Linked DNA regions of Mus musculus: region 2 is linked to region 1. A link is a contact called in public promoter capture Hi-C data. All regions are on one chromosome and are shown on one strand. The core of a region is the stretch at or near the end of the contact, and the rest is flanking DNA. Distances in the headings are between cores, read along the strand shown. Region 1 overlaps Dis3l2 (DIS3 like 3'-5' exoribonuclease 2). Region 2 holds the start of Nppc (natriuretic peptide type C).

Region 1 (7,043 bases), core at 2,585-5,084:
TTCCCGCCTGGGCCGTTTCCTCTGTGCTAACACTTGTCTTATCACCCACTGGGATGCGGTCTGTTGAGTCTGGCAGAGCTCATTAGTTCTGTGACTTTGAAAATATTGACCCATGGTTTTATGAACTGGGTTCAGAGTGCTTTAGATGGGTGTGTTCCCATCCAGCGAGTTCTGGGCTTCCCCTGCACGTGCCTGGACTGCACCAGACACACACACAGGCCGTTTGCCCTTTCCACCTGGCAGCACCCAGGCACCTGCCTTGTCCTCTCCATGTCAAAATACAGGCTCCTACCTGACACCTGCTCACAGGGCACTTGCCTGTCCAATGAGGCCCCAGCTGAGAGAAGCAGTGCATGTACTTTCCTTCCCAGGCTGGGCATCCTGGGAGCCTGGCTCCTAACTCCTTTGTCACCCCTATGGTGTGAACATGAAATGCCGCCCCCCCCACCCCCCCGAGGTTCATGAGTTAAAGGCCTGGTCCCTTGCTGATGACACTGTTTTGGAGGATGGCAGAGTATTTAGGAGGAAGGGGCACTTCAGGGCCTGAGTTCTGGGAATTCTTGGGGTCTATACCTTGTTCCTGGCCCCTTCCTCTTGCCATTTGCTGCTTTCTGGCCACAGCTGGGTGACCTGTGCTGCTCCCACCTCGTGTTTCCACCACACCGCTCATCTGATCATGAGCTGATTGAGCCCAAGGACATTTCTCCCATCATGCCCCACCCTAAGTATTTGTTATAAATATTGCTTTCCATGCCTGTCTCCCTCAGTGGGTTCTCTGGACCTTTATTGTTTCCATGCACTGCACAGTGCTTGGCTCTAGCTAGACAAGCAAAGGCATGAGGTTTACATTGATCTTACAATACACACAATGACTGGTCTTCTAATTTGTGAGATGCATGGTAGAATTTCCCAGGGTTCTTCTTGCAATCTGGGCCATTTGTGGAACATTTCTCTAGGTTTAGCAGTGGGGACACAACTGTCTGGTATGTAACAGTCCGCATATAGGCTCTTGCCTATATGACTTCTGCATCTCTCTGGCTGTGGATATTGCTACTGGGATCTGAACAGCACTGGCTTGGCTCCCATGGTGAGCTTGCCTGAACAGGAAGGGACTGCAAAAATGATGGTGGTAGGTGTGGAGTGGGCATCCTTATGTGAATGGAACCTTTATTTCCCAAGAGCCCAATGGCAATAGTGGTTTTCTGGTCTTGGTAACTCAATGGGCACAGGAATGGGGCTCCAAACACCACAGGGTCTGTGGAATCTCAGGTTATTCCAGGAAGGTGTAGATGTTTCATCAGTTCTTATCTTAGGGGCCAACACACTGCTAAGTATTCCATAAATATGATTAGCATACAGGCTGTTAACCTCTTATCTGAAATGCTGAGACCAAAAGTGCTTCAGATTTCATTTTCAGATTTGTGAATATTTGCATAGGCTCTGGAATACAAACATAAAATCTCAAATGCTCTAAAATCTAAAACTTGGAAGTTCATAAGGTATTTGGTTTAGAGTTCAGATGGGGAATTCTTAACCTCCACCATGAGAACCATCTAGAGTAAGTGAAGGAGACGGGCGCCTGGTGCTTTAGAAGAAACGGAGGCATCATGCTAAGATTAAGGATGCAGGGGAAGCAATCCATGCTTGCGAGGAGAGGCGTGCACCCGGTGTCTGCTGAGCATCCGCAGTGTGCTAGCTCTGCTGGAGGGACTGTTCAGAACTTCATCAGTGCTACAAACTCCTCAGCAGCCCCTGGCTGGGTCCCAGGTCTGCTCTAAGTACTGGGAACCAGAATCTACAGAAAATCTGCAAAGCCTCTTAATATGCACTCTCTACCTCACAGTCAAAAGCATTCACATTCCACTGAGTTGCACAGGCAGAGGCAAGACCCGCCTCTTGAAGTACTCAGCAGGGGACTGGTAGTTCTGAGACTGAGGGTTGTTAAAAATTGGGAGTCAAGTTTGATGACATCAGCACTGGAAAATTCACTGAGAAAGTCAGAGGGAGTGAAAAGGGCATTCTGTTTCATGAGCAGAACAGTGATGAATGGCATTCCTTACACAAAACATGGTGACCACCTGACTAGTCTGGTTATACTAAAGGATAGAGGACACATATTTAGCATAAAGTGGTGGGCAACCTGCTAGGCTCCAGGGAAGGAGGCACTTCATGATGGGATTTGGCGGGAGGGAGGAGGAGTGGGATGGGATGGGGTGGGATGGGGGAAATGAGGTGCAGTTGGGTGGTATAGGATGGGATGGGGTAGGAAAATGCATCTAATAGTTGAGTCAGTTTAGCTTAGTTGGCAGATGTAGAACACAAACATACAGAATCTCAGAGAGGGGAAGATGGTGCAGAACTAGGAGGTGTCCTCAAAGGCAGCTGTGGGAAACATGTCATGTCTGCATGAACAGGCACTTTGCTGTATGGTGCACCCAGGGTAGTCTTGGCTCAGAACTATAACCTTCTCTCACCTGGGATGAGAATTCTAACATTTGCCTCTCTCCCTATGGTTCTATGTCCCCACAAGGCCTAGTGTTCACAGTTACCACATAGAAGGTGGTGAGGTGACAACTGCTCTGATAGTCATCAGGGCAGAGACAAAGACACACAGGGCAAGGCTTCAGTAAAGTCAAGGGAAAACCCTGTGACTCTGCGGTCACTCACTGTAGGGAAAATGGCTGTGTAGAGTGTAGGAGACTCAGTAGAAAACATTTTCAGCTGGGCATGGCACAGCAGTCATGTAATCTTACTTGGAGACTAAGACAGGAGGATCCCAAGGTCAAGGATAACTAGGCCAGCTTGGGAAATTTAGAAAAGCTTTGTCTCAAAATAAGGAATTAAAAATAGCTAAGGATACAGCTCGTGGAGCACTTGCCTGCTATGTATGAACTTTTAGGTTCAATCTCCATACTGTAAAAACACCCACACACTTTTTACATAACATAAATATTTTGAACAATCCTCAGTTATTAAAACCTTAGTTTTGTCTAGCTGATGTCATTAAGAGGATATATACATTAACGGGCAAAGGTTATGACCTCTCCCAGTGAAAACTACAAGACAATTGTATTTCTCGAATTCTAAACAGCTCTAACGAAGCTAGGTCACACACCCAGGAGAAGGTGGTCACAGTGTCTTATGTGAAGAAATAAGGAACAAGAAGGACATAGATGGAGATGTCTCAGCTTTGGAGACAAAAGCCCCGGTCGGTGAGTGGAGCACTTCCCCCAAGGGAGGCATGACTACAGAATCAGAGAGCTCTAGACAGCCTTCAGGGACATGATGGTGATAGCACAGTCTCCACATTCAGGGCTAAGCCAGATCTGCCTCCTTGAGAACAGCCCCCACTCAATGTGGTGCCGTCCCAGCTAGTCAGCCTCTGGCTTCCTCACCTTGGATCCTGGCCCAACACTGCTTAAGGTGGGTCACTTGAGGATGCCCAGTGAGGTGGAGCTACAAGTCAATGGGATGATTTGCTGGTTGGCTTTGCAAAGTCATGTCTAAGTGGGGCATTTCCTTCCACTTAACTCAGCGGGCACAGCTGGAGTCAATCTGTGAGATCCCTTTTCAGTTGGGTACCCACCACAGGAAGGCCTATCCTCAGAATAGTTAACATGTCCTCTTCCTCTTAAATAAGCCAGGCAGCAGCTAAGTGATTTATAGCCATCAATAGCCTTTGTCTGTCATCAAGCATGGCAATTCCTTTAGGCTCTGGAGGCTTCCTGCCCAACCACCAAGAAAAAGCCACAATGCCTCAGAGTATATGGGAGCAGCAGTGACGACAGATTAGAAACACTTCCCTCTGGGGAGCACAGCCAAGAGCTGAGTGAGCCAAGCATGTTCTGGTTACCTGCCAAGTAGCTGCTGGAGGTGACGGCCATGGGCACCTTTCTCCAGGCTCAACCTGAAGTCCTGTGGCCTGCTTCCTGGAGGGCTAACCTGTGAGTGTCACAAGCCTCTGATGCCTGGGGTGGGTGATTAGAGCAGACACACTTGACACTCTCACTTTGTGAATGTGCCTAGTGTCTGGTCCAGCATACTGGTAGAGAGAGGCTGTGGCTCACTGTCTACTGGACAGCAATGTGTGGCCTATTCATTCAATGGGGTACAGGCCCAAAGATCACAGCTTCTCTAGGATTTCTTGAAGTCTTAGAGAGGAACAAGCCACCTTGGGTTTGAAGGCTACCGGATGACTATGTGCTTGTAGAGGTTGGTTCTGGAGCACCTCTGGGTTACAGATGTGTGTCTGTATAGGCGCCAGAGATGTGTGCCTGGCACAGGTACCCAGAGAAGGCAAAGGAAGCAACTTGGTCAGGCCAGGAAATTGAGAGAACAGTATAGCTGTGTATACCACTATAGATTCAGAGACAGTAAAGATGCTGATTACCATTAACCCCTTCCCCACGTGGTGAGAGCATGTCACCATGTGCTACAAAGCATTTTGGCAATGGATATCAGAGAAAGGAAGATATCATATGGGGCAGATGAGAGCACCATAGGGCATTGGAGGAAGGGCCTACTGGAGAAAGGAGCAAATGTCAAACATACTGGTGTGGTTTGTTAACAGTTCTCCTCTAGGGAGACCTTTGTAATCTTGGGGGTTGCATCCTCAGTATTCAATCACAGAACTCCAAAACATTAAATGTTCTGGGCTCTGGGGGCTTACAGATTTCTGAATCCATGCATAACTGCAGAATCACCAGTTTCTTTAGCATGTTCATTTGGTATATGCATTAAGAATTTCCTTACTATCTCTTGTAATGATTAAGTGGGGTCCAGAATTCAACTCTCCTGATTGGTTTCCCTGAGAGGTATGACACCACACAGGGAATGAGTGGAAAGGGCTGAAGAGTCATCCATAAAGTTAGGTCCCTAAAAGACACTTTTGATTAAAAAAAAAAGAAAAGAAAAGAAGAGAAAAGAAGAGAAAAGAAAAGAAAAGAAAAAAAGAACAGTTCATTGATGATTCTATCTGTGGCTATCCCAAATCTGGAGAACTCTGGTCACTGATTCTAGAAGCTCAATTCCTTAGTCATAATCTTAGAGCAAAGTGACAATCAACAGAATCAAAGCTTTAGGGATTCCCTGGCTGGCCAGAGACCAGGAACCAGAAAGTGGTGCTGTTAACTTCTATTCCTCCAGGAAAGAACTGCAGTGCCTTAGGCGTTGCTTTGTTCTCTAGTCATTACTGTCTGACTCTAGGCTGATATGTGCAATATATACAGTCAACAAAGGATTCATATCCTGAATAGGCAGAAAAACACAATGAGGAGAAAAACTGGAAAATCAGGCAGAAAGTTAGAAAAGGCCTGAACTCTTGCTACTTGCTAAATACAATTGTGTAGGATGAACAGTTTTACTCCTAGGTCTACACTGAAGCAGAATATATGCATGTGCACACAAAAGCATAAACAAATTTATCTGTAATAACTTGACCGCAGAAACAATCAGAACGCTGATTAGATTAATGCAGAATAGATGATCAGGTTTTGCTTTTGAGACAAGGGTTTGAGTAGCTCAAGATGGCTTCAATTTCATGATGTAGCCAAGGGTGACCTTAAACTCTTGATCCACTTCTTAAATGCTGGAACTACATTATACCCAGCTCTAAAAGCCTTTCATAGCTTGGTTGCCTACCAGAACATGATGATAAGACCCTATTGCTTACCCACACATGCCCATCACAGGACATGGAGAAATCAAGTTGGTACTAAGAAGCTTCCTCCCTGCTGTTTAACCTTCACCATACTCAAAGATACTCTGCAGGCTGCTGTGGGGAAAATCTTCAATAATATTCAATAGTCCTCAATAGTGTGGATATCAGAGAAAGGAAGCTGTGAGCCCCGTGAGCTGCAGTAGTGACCAGGGTGGTAAGCTATGCCCATGGTGCAGTAGTGCCACAAATGTTATGAGGTAGCCAGTCACTTACTGGCTGAACTTAAGCCCATTCCACCGGAGGCAGCACATATCTGGTTCTGTAAATTTGGCCAATGTTATTATTTTGCTAAAAGGACACAGCCTAACTGCCCTCTAAATCTGTGCCTTTGTATCCGTAAGTTAGTACAGCTCTTAGAGCTCATCGGGAAACTTCTTGTGTGCAGTGGACGGTGATCGCTGGAGTGCCCAGCCACAAGTGGGGCATACATATCAAGCCCACCTCTAAAGCTCAGGTACTATCTTAGAGAGAGTTGGAGGTCAGGGAACCCAGAATTCAAGGGGTGAAGCAGGATCTTGGGCATGACAGGGACATGCACGCACGGTCTCACAGCAGCCATCTCACCTGCATAAGACCTGCACAAGATCAAGCCTAGGCAGTACTCTGTCATGGACTGGGGCAGAGTTTATGAGCCTTCACCCTTAGCTGAGGACCTATGAACAGTTGAGAGCTTCTGGGATAGAAATGAAATCAGTTGTATTTAGGGGTGTAGCTCTTGGTAAGTCAATTTGCACCCAGAAGTATATGGACAGAACAAATTAGAGTCAATACATTATGAAAGAGGAGGAGGAGGAGGAGGAAGGAAGGGAATGAGGAGGAGGGGGAAGAGGAGGTGGAGGGGGAGGGGGGGAGGGGGGAGAAAACAATGATGACAAGAAGATGGGGGAAGTAGGGAGGTGGGGAAGTTAGAAAGAGGAACTGGGGGTGAATATGATCAAAATATAGTATATGAAATTCTCAATGAACTGATATAAGTATTTTCTTAAAAATTTCCTGTAGTTTCTCAAAATATTTTATTTTATCGCTCTGTTAGAGACCCAACTTGGGGCCTTGTGCATGCCAGGCAAGTGCTCTATCACTGTCCTATATCTTCAGCTTTTCAAAGGAAAATTCTGTAGCAATGAAAACAAAGGGACACAATCATATACAACAATGGATTCTCCCAAATGTAACACTCAGAGAAAAACTAAGACTTGTGGAATGGTTCCATTTTTTTGGAGATGTGAAGAAGGTTCTGAATGGGGGATGGATGGAGTATGTGTGTGTTTAGGGGGCTCTAATAGTCTATTTCCTGACCTGAGTGTGTTTGGGTTCATTTTCTTTT
Region 2 (7,043 bases), core at 2,874-5,373, 360 kb after region 1:
CTTCCTGCTGCCTCCGCCAGATTCCCTCTGCCCCCATCCAGGAGGCAAGGACGGCCTTTTCCCAATTACAGGTGGTGAAACCGAAGGCCCTGCACAATGATGAGATCTGGCTAGGATCCCGCTGCAATTTCCCTGCCTGGCCTCCCCAACAACAGCTCACAGCCTGTTTAGTATCCTCTCTGAGAAGTTATGCAGCTGGAAGGGGGCCCCGGGATGAAATAATTGCAGGGAAAACAGATGGGTTTCTCAGCAATGCTCTCTCCTCTGAGGGCCTGAGAATCCACCCCTGTTATCCCAGGGCCAGGAGGGGGCATCGCTGCCAGCAGCTCCTGCCTACCACCTGTTCTTGAGGGGACAGTCCTGTCGCAGCGGCCCTCCCCTCAGGTTCCCGGAAGCTTTACACACCTTTCACAATGGGACCTCTTTAGCTTTCCATCCGGTCTGGACAGCGACTGTTCCAGAAGGTCCTCTGCAATGGGCACGCTTTCCCATCTCCTTCTTGGAAAGGAAAAGGGGGTGGGGAAATGGGGTCATGAGGATGAGGTCTTTTTTCTCAGACCCCTGCCCTTCAAAGACCCAGGAGAGAGAGAAGGGCCTTGGCTGTGCCATACTTGATGCCTGAGGTTTGAGGTTTGTCATAGGTCAGCTTTGATCTGACTGCCATCACTCCCTGCTCTTTCTGTCCCTGCCCCCCAACCAGCGCCTCTTCCTCTGCCTTAACTTTCCCGCACCCCCAGGCTCACTTACCCTCCCACCCTATGTGCACAATGACTTTATGAAGACAACCCTCTGTCACCTCTTGCATGGACACTGCCTTGGGCCCCAGAACTGCCTCTCCCCCAGGCCTGCCCTCCCCTGGGCACCCCACCTCAAGCCATCTAACCTCCCTCGATCTTGTCTCTTTACCTCCACTGGCTGGCTGTCTCAGCTTCCTAGGGTTGTCTTTTAGCAAGCTTCTCGTTCGATTGGGTTTTGTTGTTGTTTGTATGTTTCTTAGACAGTACTTCTAAGCCCTCATCTTCCAGTTAACCCAAAGAGGTCACTCTGACCCTCTTTTTTTTTTTTTTTTCCTATGTTATATGCCCAGTTCAGACTTCTTCACTGGAAAGCATGTTCTGTTGGCTCAGATTGAGAAAAAAGCCCTCCTGACATGACCATCTCCGTCATCATGTTTCCCAACCGATGAAGCCAGTGTTTATTCTGTGGCCCACTCCTGCGCTGGAATGGAACTCAGTGACTACAGAGTAGGTTGAAGGGCAGCCCTGTAGGTATGTAGAACAGTCATGGATGACAAATGGTCAGATGTCCAATAAAACTACTAATCCCTTGAGCCCCAAGGGCCTCTTTTCCTTCCTTTGAGTCAGGAGGAATTGAAGATTTCAGTTTGTTGATACTTTTAGATTTATTTTCAATTGTGCATGAGTCTGTGTCTGAGTACGGTATGTGTACATAAGTATAGTTGCCTGAAGAGGTCAGAAGGAGACATCAGAACCCCTGGAGCTAGAGTGTCAAGGGGTTGTGAGGTTTCCCCCAGGTTCTCTGCAAGAGCGATTTGTGGCCTTAATTGCTGAGCTATCTCTCCAGCCCCCGGGCAAAGCTTTAACACTGAACAGTCAGCTCAGTGCCTGGTCCGTTCATTTAAGCTGCTCAGTGGGCTGGACCACTGCTCCTCCATCTCCACTGGGTTCCCAGAGCCAAAGGCAGGAGAAGTAGACTTCCCAGAGAAAGGGAGCTAAGATCCCAAATCTAGGCCCAGGAAGGAAGCCATGAGGAGCAGCAGACCTTCAGTCTCTGAGCACATATGTGTCCATTGCCTCCCTGCCCCAATGTCCCTACAGCCCACCCCCAGACTCTCTGCCCACAGGTTCCTGCCCCAACAAAGGAATCGGTTCAGTAGCAGCACCAGAAGCGGCAGGAAAGCCTAGCCCAAGGTTAACTCATCCAGGACCTACCATAGATGACTACACTCAGAGATCAGAAGCTGTAGGTCATCAGAAGATTCCCCTGCAGGACCAACTTGATGGCTTAATGTGCGAAGGGGCTTGCCACCAAGAAGCCCAAGTTCCTCCCTGGGATTTACATGATGGAAGAGAACTGACTCCTGCAAGCTGTCCTCTGACATCCACACACACACCAAAATACATCACAGTACACACATGCCTGCACCACACACACACACACACACACACACACACGAATGCACGCGCACACACACACACACACACAAATAAATAAATAGATAGATAGATAGATAGATAGATAGATAAATTTTTCCTTGAAGAGATGTCGATTGTAGTACAGATGTAGTCATCCCCCACAAGACCATGGGTATCATCAGTTTTACAAAGCCTCAAACCTCCTGAAGAAGACCTAGTTACCAGCCCATTACCAAGACAGGATAAAAGAAAACCATCTGTAGTCCTTTAGAAAGTAGCTATCAAGACTGAACAGTCCCAACTTATCCTTAATAAGGGGCCTTATAAGACACTGCTGCGGTCTCAAAGCTTGGATGGTACTCTCCTGCCCCTTAGGCGAAAGACACTCCATGAAGCAGCTGAAGGCCTCACCCTCATCTCCTTTCTCCTCTCTCTCTCCCTCTCAAGCACAACACGGTTGTCGTTTCGTATGTAGTAACACAGAAAGGCCATGGAGGGAGGAGCTGAATGGAGATGAGCCACCAACCTTCCAGAACTGACAAAGGACTTGAAACTGATGTCTAGATCTTTCTTTGGGCAATATGCTGACTCAAATCAAACCTCACCTGTGAGTCATTTCCCAAACGAAAGGCTGGAAGGAGCTTGTGGTCCTCATTTGGAGTCTTTGGGTTGCATGCTAGGAAAGGACGAGGAAGTAGACGGCACACTCAGTACACTCTTGCTTCCTCTGTATCCTCCAGAAGCATTGGGTCCTCTAGACCCATGTCCATCCCAGCAGTCTTCCCACTACCCTCTCTTCCCACTTCCCTTTCTCTGTAAGAAGCTAACTGGCTCCTGCTTCTCGTCCTCTCTCCCAGGCTCTTTGCTCCATGAGACCACAGGGACCCTGCCAACATTCATTTCCCTCGCTCAAGCCTGCATCCTGCTCAGGAGAAGGGACACAAACTCTTGCACATCACTCCATTCTTGAAACTACAAGTTCTCTCGTGGCTCTAAATTGCAGAGCTCCCTAGAGTCCGATGGACCAAGATTCCAGGTCAAGGCGAGGAATTGTGTGCAGCAGAAATAAGTGGCCCGGTCCCTATAGCCAGAAGGCAACTACAACCCCAAACTCAATGGCGATGGCCTATTGAGGCTTGGAGCTGGTTAAAACCCAGTACTGCCCATAGTTTCTTAGGGTATTCAGGACACTAAAGTGGACATCTCCACCTTCAGGAAGGGCCAGTACATCACTGAAGGAAAGCTACCTGCCTCCTAACCTCCCAACACACACACACACACACACACACACACACACACACACACACACACACACAAACTCCTGGCTCACACTCGTGGGTTGATGACATCCTCTCACTCGTGGGTATCCGAGACTTACAAGTCTCCTTTGCAGCTACAACATTCAAGCTCTCCCTCCACTTCCCACTGGGATCTACTAACCCCATCCTCTGCCGCCCCCATGTTTGAGCGTGTAGACATGGTCAGCCCTTCCACCCTGGCTAGCGCGTGGCAGCATTTGTGAAGAGTTTGGAAACAGAGCGATCTGTGTAGATTTTGGGCCGCACCAACTTTCAACCTGTGTAACTTTGCATAAAGGACATTTCTTCTAAGCCTTTGCACCTGCAGAAGGAGTACAGACACGTATCAGGAGCAGCAGATACACAGCGCAGGGACGCCTAGAAGCCTGAGTACTAGGGCGAAGCGCATTCTACAAATGGAGTTCTTTTCTGCGCGCCGCTTTGTGGCTTTGAGCGCAGCGAGCCGAGCCGCCGGCTCCTTCGGAGGTGGGATGTGGGTTGGAGCAGAAGAGGGAGCCCCCGTGGCCCCCTCCCGGCCCCCTCCCGGCCCCCTCCGGGCCGTCGATTCGGCCGCGTGCGCTGTGCCATTGGCCCTGGAGGCCCGGTGGGCGGGAAGATGACATCAGCGGCAGGTTGGATTATAAAGGCTCCAGCGGAGCCACGGACTCAGAGCGCACCCAGCCGGCGCCGCACAGCAGTAGGACCTGTGCTCGCTTGGCAATCCTGCTCCGCATCCGCCTATCCGACTGCTCACCGGCAGTCCCGGCTGCAGACCGTCTGCACACCTCGGTCCCATCGGCACCATGCACCTCTCCCAGCTGATCGCCTGCGCCCTGCTGCTCGCGCTACTCTCGCTCCGGCCCTCTGAAGCCAAGCCCGGGACACCACCGAAGGTGGGTGCTGTCGCGGGGACGCTGGGCTTGTGAGGGGCGTGGAAAGATGTGGTGCGCAGGAGGGAGCAGAGAACCCGGAAAGGCAGACCCCCTCGGACTTGCTCCCTCAAAGCGGGGACTTCTCGGGTTCATTTCCCAGCCTCGGGAGAATGTCGACACATGCACACCTCCCGTGCCCCAATGTGCCCAGCATGACCTGCGGCACGGGAAGAGCAATGGGCTCCCCGGAGGAGCAGGCAAGAAGGCTGCGTGGCAGGTGGATGCTGGACTCAGCTGTCCCGCATCGGTGGAGGCACGCTCATGGCTGAGAAGGGCCACGCCACTCTGGGCCCCGTAAAAGTCATCTATGCTACATCGGTGCACTCTTTCACCTGTCCACTCTTTTCTCCGACAGGTCCCGAGAACCCCGCCAGGGGAGGAGCTGGCGGATTCCCAGGCAGCTGGTGGCAATCAGAAAAAGGGTGACAAGACTCCAGGCAGCGGGGGAGCCAATCTCAAGGGAGACCGATCGCGACTGCTCCGGGACCTGCGTGTGGACACCAAGTCCCGGGCTGCTTGGGCCCGCCTTCTGCACGAGCACCCCAACGCGCGCAAATACAAAGGCGGCAACAAGAAGGGCTTGTCCAAAGGCTGCTTTGGCCTCAAGCTGGACCGGATCGGCTCCATGAGCGGTCTGGGATGTTAGTGCAGCTACCCCTGGCGGCGGTAAGTAACACCATCGGACGCTCCCCGCTCGCCTAGCTCTGCACCCAAGAGAGCCAAGCTCTTATCACTGTCCTTCGCAGACTGTTTGGTTTCCTCCCTGATCCCTATGTTCTGTGACCTTCCCCCAACCAATTTAGGCATGGGATCAAGTGTACCCAGACATTTGCCTGCCACCTCACATATCCCATTTTACAGATTTAAAAAACAACAACAACAAAAAAGTGAACACGGGCCAGGTCAGAGACCAGGTTCAGCCTTAGAGTACTCCATCTGGCTTCCTCTAGAAAAATAGAGACAGGCTTATGCAGTCCCAGCCTCCAAACCCACCACTGACCACTGGCCAGCTAGCCAACTGGAAACTTGTTAGAGAGATCCTGGAAAGAGGGAGAGAAAGATGTACCACCAGCCCTGTGCCAGCAGCCAAGCAGTCAAGTGCTAGGATGCCTTTCTGGGGCTGTTGTCCCTCAGGTGAGGCAGGCATGCAGATATGCCTGCCCCCTCCTAGTAGAGAGAACCTCTGTGGCAGCAGCAGGGCACTCTTCTGCCTGGGGCATTCTGAATCTTAGCCCTGCTCTCAACTCAACTGTGGGCAAACTGGTCTATCCAGGGTCCTGATGCTGCTGCCCTGGGGCTTCCGAGATGAACCTTAGGCTGGTGACCCTGTTTCAAGAGAGAGGCAAAGGAACAAGCTAAAGCTTATTTCGTGACCTAACCTCAAACTCAGTGTGTCCACAGTGAGTTCTTTACCAGCCTTGTGGTGCTCTGAACTATTTCTGGCCTCCTTCCCCTCCATGGAGACGGGAAGCCTCCATCTTCCCAGCATCCTCATAAGCTGCTGGGTCCTTCCTGACTTCCTTCTGCTCTCTATCCCTGATGATGTGATGAGACACACTTTACTTAGATAAGTGCTTGACAGTCAGGCTTCTGCTGTTCCTTGGCTTTGCCTCTTGCTCTAGCCCACCCCAGTGGTGAGGAGGCTGCTCTCCCCAACCCAGGAAGATTGACCAGTGGCCATTCTTTTCCCAGTAAGGAGTAGGAACACCTCCCCCATCACATGACAGGAGCCTTTTTTTTTTTAAAGGCATGAGAGACCTTTGCAGAAGTGCAGTGCTCTGTGTACTTGTGTCCCCATATTAATTCATGAGTAACTTAAGTGACAGACCTTCAGGAGCCCACATCATACCCAGAAGGGATCTTGGAAATATTGGCCACTGACGAGAGAAACACATACCCCCAGTTCAGGAGCTCTGCCAAGTGCCCTGGCTCTAGATCTCGGATGGCCCTCTCCTCTCTGCACTGAGTCTTGAACAGGCTGCGTGCTTCACCCCAGTTCCACAGAGGTGTTAGGTCTCTGCTCTACTCAGGGAGAGCGGTGATTCTAGTACTTATGGGCGGGTCTTTTGCTATGTTCCATATGAATACCTAAGAGATGGAGTCTGAGGACTTGAATTTTCAGTTTGCGATGTATGTGCCAAGAAAGGACTTTAGAGTCTAAACCAACGTTACTTAACCTCCGGTTAAATGCCTGGAATGTGCTTCTCTGAAGGTGCTTTAGGCATCTGTGGGCACAGGGTAGTGAGAATGTTGAGGAAAAATCAAGACAATTAAGGCTTCTACACCCTACCCCTCCACTTTGACCAGTGGAGATCATCAGCCTCCTGGAAGTTCTCTTGGCATAAAGGCAAAGCCTCAGCCTCCTCTATGCCAGCCCCAGTGAGAGGATAGATCGTCCTTCCAACCTGAAGTCTCCCAGTGGAGCTGGCCAGCGGAGAGCACCCATTTGGTCTTATGGAAGAGTGCAAGGCTCATCCTTCATGCTGATGAAAACTCCCGAGGCTCTGCCCCTTTCTCCACGCAGAGGTTGACTTTGGCTCTAGGCATCGTCATAATGACTGCCGCTGATGGTTATAGGTTTTGATTATACAACTGGCAGAGACTCGGGTGTGGCCAAGACCTCAATGGACATTTTGCCTCTGGCCCTAGGAACACCA

What was found. Promoter capture Hi-C pulls out the DNA fragments that hold promoters and counts their contacts.
Region 2: a contact with region 1 is called in a promoter capture Hi-C map of liver. The contact joins the promoter of Nppc here to the enhancer-like site in region 1. A contact is called at or near these places in 18 of 39 promoter capture datasets (the C10 cell line, the HPC-7 cell line, the SN4741 cell line and 12 more), 1 of 15 datasets of contacts at CTCF or cohesin (the NIH/3T3 cell line), 36 of 484 Hi-C or Micro-C datasets (the G1E-ER4 cell line, the N1E-115 cell line, adipose-derived mesenchymal stem cells and 24 more), 22 of 115 datasets of contacts at active chromatin or transcription factors (VIP interneurons, craniofacial prominence, differentiating embryonic stem cells and 15 more) and 4 of 9 other capture datasets (adipose tissue, embryonic stem cells, liver and 1 more).

The regions. Positions count from the first base shown.
Region 1 is chr1:87,025,727-87,032,769 of GRCm38.p6, reverse strand. All of the region lies in intron 14 of Dis3l2 (DIS3 like 3'-5' exoribonuclease 2), which reads right to left. Among named protein-coding and RNA genes, the nearest start is that of Gm28375, 38 kb to the left of the region's middle. Within about 2 kb of position 3,834, at least 32 of the 459 cell types and tissues checked have an H3K27ac peak or open chromatin away from gene starts, as enhancers often do. A contact at or near this core is called in bone marrow-derived macrophages, granulosa cells, heart atrium and 3 more, where this site is marked.
Region 2 is chr1:86,667,653-86,674,695 of GRCm38.p6, reverse strand. Nppc (natriuretic peptide type C) reads left to right here and starts at 4,123. Exons shown (of 3, transcript NM_010933.5): 1 at 4,123-4,347; 2 at 4,742-5,052. The coding sequence starts at 4,258. The coding sequence ends at 5,032.